Regions from separate parts of the Drosophila melanogaster genome. Here region 1 is linked to region 2. The links are chromatin contacts, called in public HiChIP or PLAC-seq maps. All regions are on one chromosome and are shown on one strand. Each heading gives the region's core, a stretch centred on a gene start, on an enhancer-like site or on the middle of the called end of the contact. The rest is flanking DNA. Distances are from core to core; before and after follow the strand shown.

Region 1 (5,966 bases), core at 517-3,016, 350 kb before region 2:
TGTTATAGATTTCGTTTTGAAGATTTATAAGGGTATCGTCGAAACTGTTTAATGAATTATTTTCTCTAAATGCCCTCGATCGCATACCCAATGATGTTTTTCGAATCTAAAAAGTGTTTGACATACATACATACATATGTGGGTACATACATGCATTCATGTACACATTTGAAAACAATAGGAGATGCATAGGTATCTCGCATGTTTATTTTAAATTTTAATCAATGTGAATAACCGCATCTATTTGAAACTAGGCATACATACATTCAGCTCAAAGAAGCTGGGGTCGGAAAATCCAATTTTTAATATGTATGTACAGACATACATATGTACATAGATCGCGATCCGTTACGTGTTTTTTCCAATATTTACATAACGATAATCATTCGCTTCCACAATTTTCTTGAACTTGGATATGTATATACATGTTCATCATCATCATATAAGTACATATGTGAATTTGTCCGCCGATCCTAAAACATGCGAATTGGCGCCACAACTTACAATTATTACATACATATGTAGAAATTTAGTTTTAATAGGTGGGAACACAAAAAAACAAAATTTTTAAGGGTTGGACAAACGTTTTTAATTCAAAATACTTATTTTAAAGGATGGGAAAACGAAAAAAACTAATTTTAAAGGATGGACAAACGATAAAAACTAAGAATACTGATTGGGCAAAAGTTTTTTTTTATAATATTTAGTTTTAAGAGATGGTCAAAATAATAATACCGAGGTTAACTAGAACGTCTCATATTTTCTAAAGTATTCACTTTTTCAAAATTGAAAAGAGTGGCCAAACGTGGGCAAATAAAGACAACAAATGAGCAAACGATTCCAGCTTTTAAATTTCAAAAATTCCATTTTTTCGACTCCAGCTTCTTTGAGCTCGTACATTATGCGCAAAATGAGAAATCTGCGCACTGAAGTGTATTCGTGTTTTTGCTAGTGGTTGATTGATTTTTTGTGACCGTATGAATATTGAGGGTGCGTCGTCGTTGGAGCAAGCGTCGCAACGGCATGAAACAAACTCTTACAGACTCTGTGACTGAGTCTTAATGCTTAATATCAATATTCTAGTTTTCATTGTTCCCGAGATCACAGCGTTCAGATTGATAGTCAGACGGACTAACCAGTTACTCGATAACTGACCGACTGCATATGAAATCTTCAGTATATGTAAGGAAATACGATACCTATACACCTATTATGGTTAACATAGGTGTAAACGTGTATTCGTTGGGAATCAGATTATCCACCCTTACCTGATTCTTAAGAGTTTCGTCAATGTGAATGGTAGACGTCTTCCGAATCATGTCATGAGAATATTTAAAGTTAACGGGTCCTAAGATCCCGCTCTCTATGAAAAAATGTTTTGCTTTATCAATGCTCGAGTTCAATGGTTGCATTTTTTAGTTCTTATTAGATTAAAAAAGGAGTAAAACGTTGGTCAGATCAATGTTGATGGAGATCTTCTTACTCATTTATACTGAGTATTTCAATAACTAGCTGAAAAGTTTAAAGGATTTGAGCTTTAAGTAGAATAAAACTTTTTATTAGACTTACACATATACCCAACACATGCAAATGTTCATATAGTTGTTTTATTTGTTAATTTTTATATTTTACATTATTACAAATACAAAATATTAAGTGCCGAAGATCTGTCGCACGCTTCTTTGTGTGAATACTCGACTAGAACATATATGGGAAACAATACCTAACCCAATAAATGTCTTAAGATATAAGTTTCTTCTAAACTGATCGAAAATATAACTAGTATTCTATCAGTAGTTTTGTGTCATTATACATTATACCCTCTTTCCACTAAATTACCTGCATATATACACATGTTTGGGATATAGTTCACATGATATTTTTGAAGCGATTTTAGGCTTAATGTTATTTTATTAAATTTATATTTATATATATTATTTATATTTATAATTATATTATTATTTATTCGGTAATTTCATAGCTGTTCTGGGCATTACTTTCTTTCCACAATAAACATAACATTAGATGCTGTTAAAATTTGTAGTAAGTAATCGTAGTAATAATAGTAATAGTAGTAGTAAAACTAAAACATTTTTACGGGTAACAACACAAGACTCTCGTTTCACTCTGCATTCAAGCGCTCTATTATTAAACAAGCTCTAATTATATTTCCATCGTTCAATATCTATTTTAAAGAATAGAAGGATTAGAAAACTTTTTCGTCTTATTTTCAAAATTTGTGTCTTATTCGAACACTAACAGCGAACATACCGAAAGCAAACCTTTTATCTGCCCTTATAACCACTTTCAAACCACATAAAAAATTGCAGTTTGTTTATGTTGGTCAATCAATTGAATTTGATTGAACCCCATGATTACCACTTTTGGCATACCCCAAATATCGATATATTTCCCATCAAAGGCAAAATCGATAAGTTATCGTTAACTAAACATCCACAGATTGTAGTTCGTCTAATAAAGGTGTAGACACCAAGTCAATTAATTTTAATAACAAGAGGAAGTTCGTGGGACGGTTAAACCTATTCACAGCATTTCCAAGGTTTTCTAAAGAAGGTGTACCTCATGAAAGAACATGATGGCAGACAGATACGCTTCAGATTTGGCCCTTGTTGTCGTTGCGCAGATAACGCAAACTATTGGTTACAGCTGCACTCTAAGTGCACCCTTGGAGTTGTTGCAAGACATATTGCAGAAGTTTGTACAGGAGTTCGCTCGAGACATGCATAGACATATGGAACACGGTAAGTGGTATAGACCCTCAAATCAACGGAACCGATCATGAAATACAACAAAGCCTGAGTAGTTATAGTCGTTACTTGTAGAATAAGAGATTCAATAAAAAGTATGTGACATATATGTACATGTACATAAATGTATAACTTATCATCCCTGCAGTTCCATCAGACTATCATTAATAAATCATTATTTATCATTAAAACAATTTTGTTTGGAGTTAGGGCATTTTGCTTTCAGTTGCGTTAGAATACCGGTCAACCTGTCCGTTTAACCTTAAAGTAAAATATATTAGTATAATGTGTACAGAAATGTATTACGAAAAATGTACATCGCTTCTGCGAGTAGTACGTGTTGTTGCGTGTAAAATGAATCCATTGCCATTGGAATTTCCTGATTAAGCTCGCGCCTGCTACTCGCATAAATCTAGTCCCAGTTATCCGCGAAAAAGGAAGCGTGCCTCTTAGAAAAGTAATCTTTTAATTTATTTCTTTCTTTTATTGTTATTTCCCTTTTCCTCGCCCAGTCCCTTTCACCTACATCAGTATATAATTTCTCTAGTTCCGATGCGCATTAAAAATTTAAAGTTTCTTACGAAACTTATGTGCTCGGCGACTTAGAGCGTCAGCTTAGCATTCGGCTGGAAATAAAAGATCCATAATTTATTGCTGATTCCCTGCTTGTGGCTGTGCAGCCAAAGCAGTTGGTACTGTGGGCGAAACCGATGATCTTGGGATGTTTTTAAGGAGCGATGAATTGTGGGACTGCCGGGGTCTCGATTGGGGATTATGAAACCTCAATAGGCATGTAGATTGTATTTTTTGCAAATTATTATTTCATTAATTGTCTTGTAAACACCAAAAAAAAAAAAACAATAAATCTTTGATTTATATATATCTTAGATTAAGATATATCTTAGATTAAGATATATTTTAGATTAAGATATATCTTAGATTAAGATATATCTTCCTTGTAACCACCGGAACAGAAATAAAAATAAATAGTTGAGGAACTCGACTAAAGCGTTCTCTTATATTTTCTTTTTAATTTTGCTTGGTATGTTACTTAATAACGTTATTTATATGAGTTCAAAAAAATCTTATTAAAACCAAACAAAAAATCAAAAATGCTTTGTTTATTTGGATAAAATTTATAAAAATATTAATTGACAAGTATATATATTACTAATTTAGCAAATCGGATAGAGCCGAACCTTAAGGATGCACGCTTAAGTATAAAAAATCTCAGCATCAATGTTCAAGAACTATTGGACTACATAGGTAATGTCGAGCCTGTTGGATTCATCCGGGATGTACCACAGTTTCCCATTGGAAAATCTGTAAACATGAACTTCCTTAAGCCTGGAAGCGCTGAAACTCTAACGCGACCTGTCTACATATTTGAATACTTGCCACCAATGCAGGACCCCGAACTTCGTGAAATTCCAGCCGATGTTCAAAAGGAATTTTCGGAAAAGCAAGAGTTTTGTTCAAAAGCAGAGTATAGTTCAACAAACGCAGCTGATAAGTTAGGCGCCAAGCACATTGATTCTATCTCTCCTAATACTGTGATAAATTTCCGGTCGAATGCCTTTGAATTGGACGTTGGGAGCTCAGTCCGCGAAATGAGCAGCGTGGTAATGACAACAGGGGGATTCATAAGTCCAGCTATTGAAGGCAAGCTCCCCGAAGATATCATACCGGATATAGTTGGTACGACCTATCCTTATACCACAGCTTAATAAATTTTCATGTATCGGTGTTTATAGAAAAATTTTTAGGTTTGGATGCACCCTTTTCACCGACGATAATTGTAAATTCGTTACAAAAATCTCCACAACTGGCGCTTTCTGACAGAGACAAAACAGTAAATCCACGAAAAATCATTCCCTCAGAAACTAAAATCTTCAAACAAAATGCTGCATTATTGACAAGTGGACATTCAGAGTCTTCAATAATATATGCGTCTAACAACCATACGATGCTAACTGTTACAACACCTAAGAAGAATAGAAAACAGAAACATGATTTAATATGCGAACCCGGTCAAAGCGAACTTCTAACTAATCCGTTTGAAAAAGCTCAGGAAAAGTCACAGAGAAAAGCTTTAAAAATGTATAAACAAACCTCAAAGAACCAAAGAGACAGCTCAATTAATCAAATACAAAACATGAAAAAGTTAAAAAAAAAATTTAACCGCGGATCCTTCGATCCAAATAAAAAACATTTAGAAAAAATATTTAAGAAGCAGTCCAAACTTAAGCAAAATGATCTTCAACTGGACATCGACGAAAAACACTTTTTGCAGAATTCTCAAACTACGAGCGGCCTTGCCATAAAAGCTAACTCAAATGAAAATGCTTTACAAGCTGATATCCCTAGTCAGCCGCCAACAGTAACAAGCCAGATTGAAAATAATTTTCGAAATTCAATTTATCCAGTGCAGCCATCTGTAATTCAACAAACGCAAGTGCTATTGGCAGAAAAAAAAAGTGGATCAGAACCAGAACGAAGTAAATTGGACATTTTTAAGAAAATTTCTAAGCCACGTACTCCACGTCCAGATATTGGGGCGACTTTAGTACCTCCTGGAACCGGGGTATCTGTATTTGGAAGCACAATGACCCCTTCAGCATTAATTAGTCTTCCATCGGGGACTACTATAACTCCTACACCTTCACTTGGTCTAAATTCTGAAAACAAAAACGTTCCGAGTATGAAAATCAACCCTTGCAATATATTCGATGGAACTATACCTTTAACTAAAGCAGGCGTTGAAATGTCAATTATTGATTCGCCAAAGCCAAAAAAGCGAGGTCGCAAACCTGGAGGAAAAAATGTAATAAAACAAACAAATGTTGTATCGCAACCTTTAATTAATAAGGTCGAACGGAAAAAGTCAAGCCAAGCTATTACACTGCCTCTATCATCATCTCCAATGATAATAACCCAAAGTTCTTTAAACGTCTCCCCGCCAACAGAACCTCTCAACTTGTGTAATACCGAACAGCCCTCGAATAATTTTTTGTCAAACCTGTATGCAAAAGAAAAAAAGGACAGAAAAAAGTACAAATCATTACCAGAAAATGTAATGCAATTAGACAAGAGCTGTTCTCCTGAAAAGGCATCAACACTACATAATTCTATTCGACCCACAAAACAAAATAATGATGTACAATGTTCAGATAAATTTGTGACTATATCCAATGCTTT
Region 2 (6,489 bases), core at 481-2,980:
CCCGTTACCACTACATTTACTACATCGAATTCCCCTGACAGATCTAAATTTATTTTACGTACGCAACATCGTGCGTCACACATCGAGCAGCAAAGGATCTGAAACAGAGGGAGGAGGAGTGTAGAGTGATATTAACAAAGAAAATGCAGCTCGACAAATAACGAGCGTCAAATAGGTATTCCAACGGGCACAATTGTTCACATGGAAATTCTAATTCTAATTGGCAAAGTTCATCAGTCGGGCATTGACTCCCAAAATAGGGGAAATAGTAAAATATTATCCTAGTCCTCTAGTCCGATAAAAAAAGAAGTCGCTAAGGAAGTCCATTGAAGAAGGACCTACATTTTCAACCTCCAACGCAGTCCAGGAATGGCTGCATGCAGTCGAAAATGGACTGCCAAATGGAATGTGGCCATTAACTCCTCGAAGTCAGCCTGTGTAACTTTTACCCTGCGGCCCGGAACTTGCACAGATCTGACTTTTGATGGAAACCCCGTCAACAATGTCACATCGCACTGCTACCTAGGAGTTCATCTAGATCGGAGACTGACCTGGAGGGCCCACATCACGTCGGTCAAATTCAAGTCACTGGCGAAACTAAAAAAGCTCGACTGGCTCTTCCACTCCAGTAAACTACAAATGAGCTCTAAGGCTCTTTTAATCAAAGCCATACTTGCTCTAACGTGGAGTTATGCCATCCAGGTGTGGGGAACTGCCGCCAAATCCCAGCTCAATAGGCTCCGTGTGGTCCAGTCGAGAGCTGCAAGCCATGCATCTGGGCTCCCCTGGTAAGTGACAAACCAGGTAATCGAAAGAGATCTGAAAGTTATCCCTCTCAATCAGATCAATTTTCACAGCAGCCGTTATGCCGACAGGCTTATGGTCCACCCGAATCAACTAGCAAACATCCTAGCTAATCCCATCTCCCTCCGAAGGCTGAAGAGGGTACACCCCACCGATCTCCCTACCCGGAGGATAGTATAAAATATTACACATTAAGTAATTAATAACTAGAAAAATTCTTTTTTTTTCCTTTTCTACTTAATAATTAAGAAACCACTTGGTCTCATATACATTTATACACACAATAGGTTAAGTTTTAGAGGAATTGACTGAACGATTCCTTTTGAATCCAAAATAAATAGAATGATTATTTAAAAAAAAAAAAAAAAAAAACATTTTCAACCAGTAGAAAGGAAGTTCCAATATGGAGAGCAAGCAGTCCAAGGCCTTTGACAACACCGCCGTGGAATTGATTTACCACATGGACGAGACCTTAGGCGCAAAGAACATTCTTAATTTGATCGCCATGGTGTTAGTTTTTCTAGTGCTCCTGAAACTGGCGAATGCGTAGAAGAGATCTGTACAGAGGCTTCCTATCACAATGCGTTAAAGAAGATCCATCGTCCATCGCAGTAAATGCAAAATGTGAAAACATCATCAAAAGACGGAGTCGGCAGATCAAATTAAGCAATGCACCGACACAAACCTAAACCGGAAATGGCATTAAAATTAATAATAGTAATAGTAATTACTAGCAATAGTAATCCGTGACAAATTTAAGAGTGAAATCATGCATTTTAAATGTTAACAAATATAAAATAAAAACCAAAACAAAATGCAAAACAAGTGGGAGAACGAGAAATCGGAGAATAAGATAGCGGCCCCGCAGCTGGAGCGTGCCGCAGTGCATACTGCATACAAGCATACATACGGCCCTACTTATATATATACAATACCTTCTTGATGGTGCTTGTTTTTCTGTAAATGTTTTTAATCTGTACTATATTGGAGAAGGTGTATATGTATGTATAATTACAACCTAATATGTAGAAATGCCCAGGATCAAGGGTCCAGATCTCATCGCCCAGGATGGGATTGAGGTAAGTTTGACGGAACACAGTCACCGAATTTTCTTTATATCTTTTAATGTATGCCCATGGCACAAGCCAGCAATTATTCAATAAATATACAATATGAAGACAAATACAATAGAATGAGAACATTTTACAGGGTGCTGTAGGGCAAAAAGGATGACATAACTTTTAATGACCTTGGTAAAAGGGGGGATCAATTTGCGCGACTTGCGACGATCCAATTGGCACTCGGGTGTATGAACTTACATACCGACGTAACATTTCCTATATTTGCAAGGCACGTCTTATAAAAATTTAAGAATTGCATCAATAATTCTGCCGTGCGTCAGTATATAAAAAGTTAATAGTTTAATTTTGTTTTTATTGTTATTCAATATCTTTGCATTATTTCTATATTTCGTACATTATTTATTACCTATGTGTATACATACTATTTTATTAAACTTATATTTGTGATTACTATCATCTTAATATTAGAAATTTGTATATCTGCGTAGGTTTAGTATACGATTGTTAACCCTTTCTACTATCTAAACCTTATCTTACGCTAAGAATCCATCAGTCGACCAATATTGCAGTATTAAAAATGAAATTTAATTTTATATTTAATTATAGCTTAAAAAAAGCAAACAAACTCATTTTTAACATTATAAAAAGAATTTATATAGAATACTTCATGTATATGCAACATATATTTACATATTCGTTGTTGATCCACTTAATTGATTTGATGGGGTACTTTTATTATAGTGTATTACTCGTGTTACTTAATTGATTTTTACACAAATTATAGAAATGAAATAATAAGGAATTTGTTAATCAAACAAATGAAGTTGCGATGTCGTTTGAATAAAAAGCAATATTTTACAAAAACACAGACAATGGAAGCACGATGGAACCGCAAATATCGAAAAATAATAAGCTTATGATATTTATTTTTATACTAACATTACATTTTAGATAACGATTTGCACTAAACATAAAGACTAAAGCATTATATAGCAATTTTGTGTACTGATAAATTTTGGAATTAAACGTATAAAATTTGTGTTAAACAGTCTTTTAAATTGGCAATGGCCTTTACATTCTTCTGATTACATATGATTTGTTAGTTTGCTTGAATTATCATGACCACCGAACTGTTGTAACGCAGATTCTTAATAAATTTATATGTTTACGATTGATACATATATATGTAAATGTGTGCATAACTGTATGTACACGTTTAAATACATATACATATATACATATAGATTTATAATCATATAATATGTATCTATGTGACTAGAGCCCTATATAAATCGTTAATTAGATTTATCACAGCAGTGTATTTGTTGAATTTCTAAACTTGATGTAAATTTAAAGTTCAATTATTTTTATTAATTTCACAAATTTTTTGGTTTCATAATATAGGTTCATTAACTTATTTATTGGGATCGTACAAATGCCGAGCTTAGTTATGAATCTTAAAAACGGTTGGAGATAAATGGTAAAAGTTAAATTTTAATGCAACCAGAATGTTTTCCAAAATAACCTACTCACATTATTTTTTTTTAAAGCATATTATTTTACTTTATGAAACTGCGTAATCATAATTATTCTTATGACACTCTCATTTCTTTAAAATTTATTTGTTTTCTTATAATCATAGTAAATTTTTTTTAGTAATTATTACAACGATTAGAGTTTCGGGGGTGAAGCCGAAATTAAGTATTATGTATGATTATGATTTTTTAAAAATTGCACAATTTAAGTATAAACATCTTTTATTACTAGAAAAAAAATACAGCATGCGAAGTGTATATTGAAACGTTGATCAAATAAATTGCATGCATATGTGAGCTCAAAATCTGTTAAGAATACTTCAAAATTCGTAAAATATAAAATCTATTATAAACTGTGATTTTGGTGTATAATATTCATGTATTAAACTAAAAAGCAAGAGAGAATTCTATAGTCGAGTTCCTCAAGATACTCAGCTAGTTGAAGTGCGTACAAGAAATTTAAACATCTTTTATGGCAAATAGGTAAAATTAAACCAAATTAAAAGCTATTTCGCAAATCGATATAAATTTATATTAATAAATGTATACAAATTTATATTAGTATTAAAACAATAAAAAATCAAATAATAGTATAAAATACGGGCGTCTCAGTTTTAGCGACATGTTGGCGGATTAAACGATAGAAATTGGCCACACAAATAATAAAACAGAAGTGTGGTCATGCTAGTTCAAGTCGGAGTCTGAGTGGGCGTGTCAACGCAGACGTCAGTAGAATCCCGCATATCTAACCTAAGCTTTCTAGCTATAATAGTTTCCGAGATCTCGACGTTCATACCGACGCACGGACATGGCCATGTCTACCTGCTATCGATCCTGATATTTTTTGGTTTGGAAACGCATACTGCTACGTTACATACCTATTATCGATTGTAGTTTACCCTTTTACTCTACAAGTAACTCCCTACGTCTAGGGATGATCTTGTTTATCAATACAAAACATTTTAGCTTTGAATTTATATACCAATTTTTAATTTTTGCTTATAATAAAATAATTTAATTACAATTGTGAATCAAATAAAATTTTAAAAATTTACAAGCTGTTTATCCAAAGATAAAAGTAATACAGGTTTCATAATATATGAGCAAATTTTTCAACTACATTTTAAGAAGTTTGAAAATAAAACACTTTCAAAGAAACAATTAATTGCAAATTATTATAGGCACTATATTCGAGTTTCTCGACCATTAGACTCATGTTAAATCCCATCGAGCGGCGCCTACATCTATCGCCATTAAAATCCTAAAATAGCGCCAAAAATGCATTGGAACCGGTTAAAAAAATCCAAACATTTTTTAAGTGCGAAATACGGACAGACTCGGCTAGAGCTCTTAATCATTGATGGAGACAATCTTTTCATTGAATCAACCTCTACGAGTAATGGGTAGCGTGAAACCCCTTGGGACATATTCTATAAAATAATATTTGCGGACCAGATAAGCTATAGAAAACGTATTACTAATTCGATATTTATTTTATATTTAAAATAGTAGTAAATATTCATTTTAAAGAAAAATACACGGAAGTAAATAATTCAGTTTCTCTTATTTTAAAACACGAAGCTATAAGAACAGTGTTAACGATTTTAAAACTTTTTTATAGTTTTAGCAAATTAAATGTATAAAAATAAAAATAGATGTATCATGTCCTATTTAAAGACTTGTGAATTACAATATTTTTAAAATATTTACAAATGCTATCAGTTACATAAGGCTTATGAAAAAGGAAAGACAATAAAGGGAAATATAAATACATTTTATGTACAATACTTTTATAGCGTTTCCTTTTTATTAAATATTTTTTATATATATATTCGCAACAACATTTGGCAATACTGTAAATATCTTAGTTAAAATAAGGTTATTAAAATGCTTAGTTATGCTCGCATTTATGTCTTTACTTTAGCACGGTCAATGAAGATTTTGTGTCTATACAATTTAAAAATTATAATACTCCTAATATAAAGTAAAATAAGAGATACGTTTTAAAAGTTGTTTACCATTTAAATTTTAGTTACTATAGTAAAGTTGATTTTCTACACTACTAGATACACGTTAATCAACCCAGAGGGTAAGAATGATATTTTAAAAATTTATTGGCATTACAATTGAAATTAGCAAGGCAAATAATAAAATAAAGAACAAAGTTAAGTGTGGGAGGATCAGCTTTCGGCGGTTTATAGTGGGAAGTTTAGGTGGCACTATAATCTGCATGTCTACTCTACGAGTAGCGAGTATAATAATTTAGGTTTGGCCTTACTATACTTTACTTTATATGTTTTTGTGAAATAAGTTTTAAATGAGGTGGATTACATAAGGCTCTAGTGTTATAGGATATACAGGATTGTCATTCCGGAAAATCAAGATATGTATATTAAGTACCGGTGTACATATGAGATAATTAAACCTAAAGCATTTTAAATAACTAACACATTAAAAACAAATATTATAGTGAAATGTTAAACCGTGTACGACAAGCCCGATATTGAGGTTGAAAATACATTTGTACATTAAATAATTAAGTGTTTAATAACTGATTGGAGACTAGTATAAAACTGCATATAATTATATGGATGCTCAGACCAAACTTACTCTTTAAATATGACCTACTTCTTTATACAAGATTATAATTTCTTCGTTTGTAGATGTGGATTTTACGTTTTACATGGAATAAAGGCTATCAGGTCTTATGGTCAATAAATTCGTAAAGATTATCAGTACGTTCTATATAAGAAAATACATATTTACATTTAGCTTATAATATATATCGTACACATATATTATTTTACATTTAATTTAAAATAATAAAATATATATTTATAACATTTCTGTAATTATTATTATTTTGTTTATTATGATTTTCCGTGTAAGTATGTAATAATGAAAGTCTGCTAATGAAACCTAACTAAAGAAAATAGTATCGAACTTGTTACAAGCATAGTAATTTGAGAATGTATCCTATTTAAAAATAATATTTTCAATATTTCGTTTGGAATAGTTATATTTTATAACCATGAAAAGATTACGTTAAATGTTCAGGGCTATTCGAA

What was found. HiChIP or PLAC-seq counts read pairs in DNA pulled down with a chosen protein or histone mark.
Region 1: an H3K27ac HiChIP or PLAC-seq map of the Kc167 cell line shows a contact between it and region 2, with 3 times the contacts expected there. The contact joins the promoter of CG33941 here to the enhancer-like site in region 2. A contact is called at or near these places in 23 of 107 Hi-C or Micro-C datasets (the Kc167 cell line, the ML-DmBG3-c2 cell line, the OSC cell line and 11 more) and 1 of 6 datasets of contacts at active chromatin or transcription factors (the Kc167 cell line).

Annotation. Positions count from the first base shown.
Region 1 is chr4:463,297-469,262 of dm6, reverse strand. It overlaps CG33941, which reads right to left and starts at 1,766. Exons shown (of 4, transcript NM_001347760.1): 1 at 1,570-1,766; 2 at 1,269-1,512; 3 at 1-106. The coding sequence starts at 1,412. Taf3 (TBP-associated factor 3) reads left to right here and starts at 2,435. Exons shown (of 8, transcript NM_143666.3): 1 at 2,435-2,762; 2 at 3,948-4,466; 3 at 4,523-5,966. The coding sequence starts at 2,594.
Region 2 is chr4:109,557-116,045 of dm6, reverse strand. It overlaps pan (pangolin), which reads right to left. Exons shown (of 12, transcript NM_001258477.2): 12 at 1,776-6,489. Ank (Ankyrin) reads left to right here. Exons shown (of 12, transcript NM_001169348.2): 11 at 42-788; 12 at 844-972. Among named protein-coding and RNA genes, the nearest start is that of Ank, 17 kb to the left of the region's middle. Within about 2 kb of position 1,730, at least 22 of the 39 cell types and tissues checked have an H3K27ac peak or open chromatin away from gene starts, as enhancers often do. A contact at or near this core is called in the Kc167 cell line, the S2 cell line, brain and 2 more, where this site is marked.